3 separate regions of the Mus musculus genome follow, and regions 1 and 3 are each linked to region 2. The links are chromatin contacts, called in public Hi-C and HiChIP or PLAC-seq maps. All regions are on one chromosome and are shown on one strand. Each heading gives the region's core, a stretch centred on a gene start, on an enhancer-like site or on the middle of the called end of the contact. The rest is flanking DNA. Distances are from core to core; before and after follow the strand shown. Region 1 holds the start of Foxp4 (forkhead box P4). Region 2 has its middle 22 kb from the start of Tfeb. Region 3 has its middle 19 kb from the start of Taf8.

Region 1 (3,154 bases), core at 230-2,729, 160 kb after region 2:
AAGTGCAAGATTTGAGCGCCGCGGAGGATGGCCGCGGGCCAGAGGGACGCTGGGGAGACTGTCTCACGAGTCACCAGAGTCTTCAGTCTGGGGGAATGGACTCCACTGCTCACTCCGGCAGCTTCATCTCTGGTGGCCTTGGGCCCACTCTCCGTTACCTTATTCCCTCACTCTCAAACCTCACACTACCCCGCAGGAGCTCTGTCCGAATGAGGAGGGTATCCACTAGATTAGTTCCCCACCGATCAGCTCCGGCGCACGTAAATAAATAAATAAATAAATAAATAAATAAATCACAGGGGCCATTACCAGTCTCTCTCAAGTCCCCAAGAAGTTTTCCGCTTTATCTCAGATCTGATTAAGAGATGCGGGAGTGGGGGGGGAGGTTGACTAGTCTCAGCACTTTCGAAGTGTGACCTCCACAAACCAAGGCGATGAGGTGTTTGAGATTGTTGCCCCCCCCAACACACACACCAACACACACACACAGACTCAAGTCTTTCTGTTTGTCCTGGGGAGTCCCGTGCAGACTGGACTTGGGGGGATCCCAGTTCACCACTTCCCTTCCCGGCTCAGGAAAGTCCGGGCCGGGAAGTATTCTTTGTCTCACTCCGGGAGGGGGGGTCGCGCCCCCTAACACCCCATTCCCAGCAGCGAGGCCAGGAGGGGGCGGAGCCCAGATTCTTGGGGCAGGGCGGGCCTCAGTGGCTTCTCCAAGCCGCCCCCCCTCCGCCCCGGCCAGCTTCCCGCTGCCCCCCAGCCCCGCGCCTCAGCCCCCACCTGTTCCCCAGACAGCTCCGATCGGCTGGGGGCCCGGGCCGGGGGCAGGGTCTCTCAACTCACCAGGGTCAGTGCTCCGCGGCCGGCCCAGCTGGAACAAAGTGCTCCGGCCCGGGGCCGGGCTCCTCCGGCGGCCGACGCGCCTCGGGCGGGCAGTTTGCAAACACAAAGTGAGCCGGGGAGCAGGCGAGAGAGTGAGCGAGCTAGGGAGTTGGACGAGTCCCCGGCCCAGCCCCCACCCGGATCCCTGGGGTCCCTGAATCGGCCACCTACCTGTCCGGCCCGGCCGCTCAGTGCGGGCTCCGGCCCGTCAGCCCGCACGGGGCATGGGGCTCGCTCGGGTCGCAGCCCGGGCCCGCCGCCACTCGCCGGGGCTGCCCCTGCGCTCCGAAGCGATCTTTCTAGCGCCGATCGCCGCGCGCCTTAGCCCCTTGGGGGCATCGCACTTTGGAGGATGGCTTGGCTCTCTCCAGCTTCCGATCGTCCTTCCCCGGGCTCCGGCGACGCTCCTGAGCTCGCTCCGGCTCCGGGGCTCCGGGACCCCGGCGTCCCCGCCCCCGGCCCAGCCCTGGTTCCGGCCCGGGCTCCTCCCCGCCGCGCCGCGGCCGCCTGCGCCGCGCCCTGATCGCGTGTTGGGGGGCTCCGTCCCGGCAGCTGGTGGCACTGTCCGGTCCGTAGGGGCGACCGGCTCCGGACTCCGAGGGGCTGCGACTGAGCCCCGGCTGCGAGTGGCTGCGAGCGATCGGCGCGCGGGCGGGGCACACCGGGCGGGGGGACCGGAGGGGTGGAGGGAAGGAGGGAGCGCGCCGAGCGACAGGGAGGAGGGAGCGAACGAGCGAGCGGCGGAGGGAGGGGAGACTAACTTCTAGTGCTACCATAATTCGCCTAAAGCAGGTGCAGCCACTTTTCCCCCTGAGAGGCGGCCAGCGGCAAGCCGAAGAGGACCACGTGGACCAAACTTTGGGGAAGGAAAAAATGGGGACGTGGGGCTACCGATCTGCCAAAGTCGATAGGCCGTAGAGTTTCACAGTGGACTGGGGACCCATCCGATGGGAGGCTTTATTAACTCTGGCCTTTTCCTGGAACCTGGAGGTACGGCCAAGTCCTGCTGGCACACGGTTCACTGGTTTCGGGCGGGCTGCGCCTGGCGCGGGGAGTGGTCAGGACCCCCCCCCCCCCAGTCCGAAGCCGACGTCCAGCGCGGGCCCTGCCGCGCCTCCCTCTGACTCCCCACTGTGTGGGGGCTGGGGCTGGGGAGGCTCTTTCTGGGCTTTGTGAACAGTCTTTTCTCCCATCCCGGCGCGCACGCGCTGCCGCCTCGGTCTGCAAAGGGGAATTTCCTATAAAGTGCTGTGAGAACCGATGGAGAAAGGGCTTCAGGCTGGATCCACGCGGGCCAAGCACAGAGCAAAGTCGAGGCAATTATCTGAACAAATTAGATTGTAAACAAAACTTGGCGTCCCTGAATACCGCTTGTGCCCAGGGGGACCGTGAGGATGGGGGTGGGGGTGGGGTTGGGGACGCTGGTGTGTGTTTGGGTTGGGAGGGGGAAGTCCGGGCACGGAAAGGCCCAGGTTCCGAGGGGGAGGACTAAATTGGGTAGCAGGAGCCAGGCTCAGACTGGTGGAGAACTGAGAGAGAGAGAAAAAAAATCCTCCCACTCTCTACCCAAACATCTTCCCTTTCGGGTGTGTGAAGAGGTGAGGGGCACGCCTCAGGGACCCTCCGTGTTTGGCCCACCCTGCCCAGAGAAGTTATGGGTTGAGCACAGGAAGGCAGTGACTCTGGGAGACCCTGTTGGCTTCGGGTTACCTTGAGGCAGGTGACCAAGGGCAGGCAGACCCCATGGAGGATGAACTGGGTAAGGACTGGGCCTGGTTTCCTGGGGATAACATATTTTGGAGAAAACTCTTAAAAAAAAAAAAAACACAACAACAACAACAAAAACGGGTTTCTGAGATAACAGCTTAAGCAATTTCTGCTCACCTATTCTGCCCCTTTTCCGTGGGCCAGGAGCTGAAAGGTGGTAGTTACAACCCAGCTCTGAAGCATCTCTGTTTGCGCAAGTGGACAGACACAAAGAGGGCAAACATAGACCCTGCTGAAATTTGGAGACACACAGATGTCAAGCTGGATAGGGCTGCTGTGCAGCTTGTTTAGGTATTTGCGTTGCGGGATGCGTTGAGCAAATCGCCTCCGGAAGTGCTAAACACAAGCTCTCCCACCTAGCCACGCCCACAGCCCAGCTCTTTTATTTGGACTGCATGGTGACCGGTCCAGTAGAAATGAAACTCAAATGACAGTAGGTGTAGTGGCCAGCTCTTGGGTGGTAAGGGCAGAAGGTTCAGCAGTTCAAGGTCATCTTTAACGACAG
Region 2 (2,806 bases), core at 60-2,559:
GTACACATACATCCACACAAATGCACACATACACATCTATCCATACATACACCTCTATACATCTGAACACACACACACACACACACCTATACACACACACACACAGATCCATATACACACATACACACACACACACACACCTATATACACACATACCTATATACACACACATCCATCCACACACATCCACTCACACACACATGGATTATGCATGTTCTACTGTGTGAGGCTGACAGGATGCCCGTGACTACTCTTGCTTGGCTAGGAAAATGGAGGCCTTTGCCCTTCGGAAAATGAGCGACCTGTCATCTATCTGTGTCTCAGGGGCAAAGGTTGTCACTGTGACTTTTATTTGTGACCTTTGGGGAGTGTGGGCTGCACATTTGTGTAATCTGTTGTGGAGCCTCAGAGGGAGCAAGGGCAGCAAGCTCCTGTCACCAGGTGCCTTCCCAGCTCAGGAGAACGGAAAGTGATCTCAGCAAAGGGCCGAAGCCTGAGGTACCACGTTGGCTTCCTCCCTTCCCCATGCCCACGGGAGCTTCACTCTCACTCCCTGCTCGAACCCTGCTTGTTCCTGGGGGACATGGCTGCCTTTTCCTGCAGTTTAATGCCCCTATCTGTGGAGCTTCAGCCTGCAGCCAAAGGAGGCATGGAGGCCCAGAGTGCAGGCACTGGCGATCCCTGCCCCAGAGGAAGTGGCCGGACGAAGTCCAGTCTGGGACACTGTGGTCAACACCTGATACCGTCTGAGTGATTTTCTGCCTTGAGACCTGCCAGGGAGAGGAGCAGGCAGCTGAACCTGCCCACGGCCTGCTTGGCATGCTGGCTACAGCCAGCTGGTGACTCATTCCCCCAGGGAGGATGCCCAGTACAGGCTATATGGCCAGAGGTCCGGGGTGCCTCAAAAAACCTGTGCAAGTGAAGCCCACACTGGGCAGGCTGTGGAGGGAGCAGAAAAGTCCCACATGTGGGGCCAGGCCACTCTCTTGTCCCTCTGCCCTCTCCGTCACTGGGACTACAATCCCAGGATACACTGTCTCTGTCATGCAAAATCCCTCACAAGAGAGCAGGCAACTAGCGGAGATTCAGGAGTCCCTCTTCCTAGTGGCCTGTTTGCCTTCTCCTCCCTGGACCAAGGCTAGGGAGTACTTGCCTATCCCTGTAGCCTTTTCTCCAGCCTGCTGCCCAGGAGGGGTGGGAGGCTCTCTTCGGGGAAATGAATTCTTGGCCGGAGCCCAGATGCTGGCCTGCCTAGCTTTGCTCCAGGGTGATGCTGGGTGTACACACAGCCCCATTGTGTGCCTGGGCCTCAGGCCTGCGTCATGGGCCTGGCACCAGCACTATCAACACCAGCACTGGCTCCCACAAGGGCCTGAGCCCTCAAGCTCTGGTGAGGGGGCAGGGGCGCTGGTGATTAGGAGAGACTTCTGTGGTGGGGCCAGGGGTGCGGAGTTGCTTGACTGCTGGTCCCCGAGTTCAGGCTGGACCCCCCAGCTCTTCACAGCCAAGCTTGGAAAAAGCAAGGCAAACTTCTTCCCGAGAAACAGCTTCGTCTGGGATCTGAAGGGAACCAGATACGTGAGGACATAGAGCCCCCATGTGCTCTGTAAAGCAAAGGGAATAGTAATCAAGGGTGGTATGGTTGGTGGGGGCAGCAAGCCTCCAAGGCTAGAAAGCAGGCTCTGCCTCAGTTTCCCTATGCCAGCTGTATTGTATATACCCTACCAATAAGGGAAAGTTGTACAGAGGTGAGCTGTGGCCAAGACTGGGCTTAGAATCTCTCTCTCGAGCTCTATAGGCTGGGCCTGAGCCCCCTTCCCAGGCCTAGTTCCACTGGCAAACAGGACATCCTGCCTCTGGATGCTTCTATTCTGAGAGTTTGGCTTGAGTCTCTGTAGCTCCTCAGGTTTCTAGCCTGAAGGGGGCCTCTGTAGCAAAGGAACCTGCCATGAGCCACCTGGCTCCCAGCAAGAAGGGTCCCACCCTGCCTTACACTCAAGCTGAAGGCCAAAGGGAGAGTCCCCAGACATGTCCCCTGTGGGGTCCCTGTTTTCACCTCCTTAGTTGTACCTAGTCCAGGAGCCCCAGTCCCCAGGCCCATCTTCCTAGCTGCCTTGCCCATCCTGGGCATGAGGCCCGGCATCTTCCTTCAGTACCTCAGCAAAGGGACAGGGAATTCCTTAAAGGTGCCTGTGAGACTGAGATGCCAGGATTGGCGCATGGGGACAGGTGGAGATGGTAGGAACTAGAAGGAGACGCCCAGGGTGGTGTCTGTCCCGGAGTCTCCCCCCGTGCTGCTCGGACGTACTGCTCCGTTTATACCTTTCCCAACACCCTGCCATTGTGTCCTCCCCTCATGACACAGCAGTGGATAAAACAAGCTCTCAATGCATGAGCATGGCAGGCGTGACCCAGAGGGTAGCATTGGGTACTGGAAGGATTGTGGGTGGTGCCGAGGAAGAGAAGCACCAGGAAAGGCCTTGGAAAGCTCACACACTAATCAGAAACCGGGGCAGGGGACTAGAAGTTCGGGTCAGCTGTTCTGAACACATGTTGCTCTTACAGAGGACCCAGGTTTGATTCCCGACACATGGTGGCTCGCAGCTATCTGTCTTTCCAGTTCTAGGGGACCCAACACTCTCTTCTGATCCCTGCAGGCTCTGGGCATGCACGTGGTACACATACATACATACATTCATGCATGCATGCATGGAAAAGACACACTCATGAAATAAAAAAAAAATTCAAACATTGGACAGAGACTTCTCAGTGCCTCAGCTTCTCAACATCTTCTTCTTCATTACCA
Region 3 (2,815 bases), core at 268-2,767, 240 kb before region 2:
GGCCTGGTTTCTGCATTTACCGTAGATAAGGAACAGATGGAAGCGCAGCTCAGCAGGGGGCTGGGCTGTCCTGTCAAGATGACAGGACATCAAGGAAAGAAGAAAATCTCATTTCAGGTGGTGGGATGGCCCTGCAGAGAGGCAGAACTACTGTAACCTGGTGGGGAACGGTCTCCTCAAAAGAAGGCAGGGGTAGAGCTCCGTGGTAGAGAGCCCTTGCCTAACAGGCTGAGGGCCTGGATTTAATCCCCAGATGAGGGAGGAAGGGAAATGAGAGGGTGGGAGTCGGACATGGTGGCATATGCCTTTAATCCCAGTACTTGGAAGGCAGAGACAGGAGGATCTCTGTGAGTTCCAGGCCAAAAGAGAGAGGGAGAGAGAATGGGACCTAGGAATGTCACTAAGTTGGTAGAGTGCTTCTGTAAGCGTGCAGGAAGCCCTGTGTTCAGTTCCATAAACTACAGTAATCCTAGAATTCGGGGGGTGGAGGTTCAAAGCCTGCCTCAACGACATCGCCAGTTTAAGGCCAAGCGGAGCTGTGAGGGTTTCTCATACATACAGTTTAGATATACTCTCCATACATTAAGACGCATAATCAATTAAGGGAAGTAAACCACAAATGGGATTAAAGGCGTGTCTCCCAAGTGCTGGGATTAAAGGCGTGCACCACCACGCCCGGCTTTGCCTTTTCTTTTTTTTAAGAACATTTCAGCTGCAGCTGTGTGTGGCTTGACCCCCAGTGCTACATAATCCCAGGATTTGTAGAGACAGAGGATCAGGGGTTCAAGGTCCTCCTCGGGGTACCTATTAGGAGGGCAGCCCAGGCTACGTGAGACTCTGTCTCAATAAAAATAAAAATAAAAAGCTGGGTGGTGGTGGCGCACGCCTTTAATCCCAGCACTTGGGAGGCAGAGGCAGGCGGATTTCTGAGTTCGAGGCCAGCCTGGTTTACAAAGTGAGTTCCAGGACAGCCAGGGCTACACAGAGAAACCCTGTCTTGAAACCCCCCTCCCCCCCCAAAAAAAGGTCCAGTTCTATAATAACAGGAAGAATAGAACATGTACTAGGAGTGTTCCATGAGCTTATGGGAAAAGTGTCGCTAGTTTGTGGTACCTCATTGGAAGCTGTAGGAGCTAAGAGTAAAGCTGGCAGTGGAGGGCTCAGTAAGGCCCAGAGCCTGGTGTGGACCCCAGCTTGCAACTCTCTGTCCTCTCTTCAAGTCCCGTTATACCAATTAAACAAAATTTTAAAAGTGTCCTGCCTGGCACTTCGGGGGTGCCCAGCTCAGGCCGTCATGACAATTGGGGTGGGCGGAGTTAGATAAGGGGGGGTAGTTACCCTCAAAAGGGCACAGAGTAGGTCTGAAGAAAGCCAGCTTCCTCTAGTCCTTTTGAGCAGCCTGGGGCTGCAAGGGTGGAGGGCCGGGGGAAGACTGCGGTGGGAGCAGGAAGCTGGGCAGCATCCCGCAGAGTCTGCCTCTCCAGCTCAGCAACAGAGGAGGGGGTGGAGTCTCCGTTGAGCCCTGAGATAAGGAACAGGCAGCAGCTGACAAGGGGATCAAAATAAACAGCTGTGCCCCGGGGAGAACAAGCTTTGCATTCCGTTCTGTGATCCCACCCCAATCCCTACTTCTCCCCCAGCCCGCCCCGCCCCCACCCGAGCACACTCGGCATCCCCGTCGGCTCTGAGGGCCTCCCCTCAGCCTTGGCTTAGCTCCTTGTGAGCTGTGTTCCCACATCAGCCCCCTCTTTAGGCAGAGGCTCTCGGGGGCCTTTCTCCAGCTGTCTGGAAGGACTGAGGACTCGAGACAGGTGGCCGGAGGTGGAAAAGAGAGGCCTCTTCCAGGGCCAGCCCCCATCTGCCAGGCTGGGCCACCCTCAGACTCTCCCCTGGGTAATCTAGGAAGGCCTGGGAAATAGAGTGGGGCTAAGCTCTGATAGCCAGGCTGGGGAGGCTGAGGCAGGAGCTGGGGTCTAGTGGTGAGAGGAGTATTCACTGGGCTGGAGACTTCTGCTCTCTGCCTCCCCAGGCACTCAGTACAGAAAGGATTGACAGTGACTTTTACGAGGGGCCGCTTTGACTGGCTTATGGGAGTTTATTCCTCAGTATAGTGCCTGAAGGTATCCTGGTCCCAGGGATCTGAGAGACTCCATAACTCCTGAGACTTCTTACTAGTGACCTTATTTCGACACACGCTAGCCTGGGGTCTAAGAGCTACAAGGAGCCACTACTTGCCCATCCCCCAGGGCTAGGCCGGCTCCTGGGGCCACCATGAGTAGCAATTAGCACCCCTTCTTCAAGATACCCCCATAAGCAGTCCCAGTCCGAAGAATGCAGGGTTTCAGGAAGGCCCTGGGCCACATCAGGAAGTGTCTTCATTGTCCTGAAGAAGGTTTGATGACTTCTGTGTTCCTGAGCCTGGATGTGGCTTCTAGCCTGGTTGTCCAAGGGTCAGATGCAGGGGCCTGCAGGGTGGTGTTAGCTTTGAGATACATCGGGAGTCTTAGCTGCTGGCAGGAAGTTGGCTCAATGGGAACACACGCAGAAGGGTCACCTGCTTCTTGCTGGCACGCTCCCAAACCTCTGTACTCAACTGACTCCTTGAGGCCCCCAAGACCCTCCAAGATACTATGTGTTTGACAGATTCTAGGCATATCCTCACTTATGTAGCCACCCTGACCCCTGAACAGTGGTTTGAATAAATGAATGCCCCAGAGAGCTAGGGGCAGCCGCTTGTGTATAAGAATCTCGGGATAGGAGCGGTACATCCTAAGGCCTCTATGGAACCCGGCTACGTTTTAGGAAGCTGCAGTAT

Evidence for each region. A called contact is a pair of places that touch in the nucleus more often than the background predicts. HiChIP or PLAC-seq counts read pairs in DNA pulled down with a chosen protein or histone mark.
Region 1: a contact with region 2 is called in an HNF4G HiChIP or PLAC-seq map of pancreatic cancer cells. The contact joins the promoter of Foxp4 here to the enhancer-like site in region 2. A contact is called at or near these places in 6 of 39 promoter capture datasets (the 3T3-L1 cell line, the C10 cell line, embryonic stem cells and 2 more), 1 of 484 Hi-C or Micro-C datasets (B cells), 6 of 115 datasets of contacts at active chromatin or transcription factors (bone marrow-derived dendritic cells, embryonic stem cells, fetal liver and 2 more) and 4 of 9 other capture datasets (adipose tissue, embryonic stem cells, liver and 1 more).
Region 3: a Hi-C map of the 63-12 cell line shows a contact between it and region 2, with 2.4 times the contacts expected there. The contact joins two enhancer-like sites. A contact is called at or near these places in 5 of 484 Hi-C or Micro-C datasets (the 63-12 cell line, the G1E-ER4 cell line and cardiomyocytes), 2 of 115 datasets of contacts at active chromatin or transcription factors (effector CD8 T cells and embryonic stem cells) and 1 of 9 other capture datasets (pancreatic islet).

Annotation. Positions count from the first base shown.
Region 1 is chr17:47,923,153-47,926,306 of GRCm38.p6, forward strand. Foxp4 (forkhead box P4) reads right to left here and starts at 1,480. Exons shown (of 17, transcript NM_001110825.1): 1 at 1,054-1,480. It overlaps Gm46601 (a long non-coding RNA gene), which reads right to left. Exons shown (of 3, transcript XR_003952247.1): 2 at 2,767-2,881; 3 at 2,322-2,662.
Region 2 is chr17:47,761,877-47,764,682 of GRCm38.p6, forward strand. It overlaps a transcript of Tfeb not described here. Among named protein-coding and RNA genes, the nearest start is that of Tfeb, 22 kb to the right of the region's middle. Within about 2 kb of position 1,310, at least 163 of the 459 cell types and tissues checked have an H3K27ac peak or open chromatin away from gene starts, as enhancers often do. A contact at or near this core is called in the 63-12 cell line, adipose tissue, cardiomyocytes and 2 more, where this site is marked.
Region 3 is chr17:47,520,269-47,523,083 of GRCm38.p6, forward strand. It overlaps a transcript of Ccnd3 not described here. Among named protein-coding and RNA genes, the nearest start is that of Taf8, 19 kb to the left of the region's middle. RefSeq lists an enhancer at 517-2,815. Within about 2 kb of position 1,518, at least 283 of the 459 cell types and tissues checked have an H3K27ac peak or open chromatin away from gene starts, as enhancers often do. A contact at or near this core is called in the 63-12 cell line and cardiomyocytes, where this site is marked.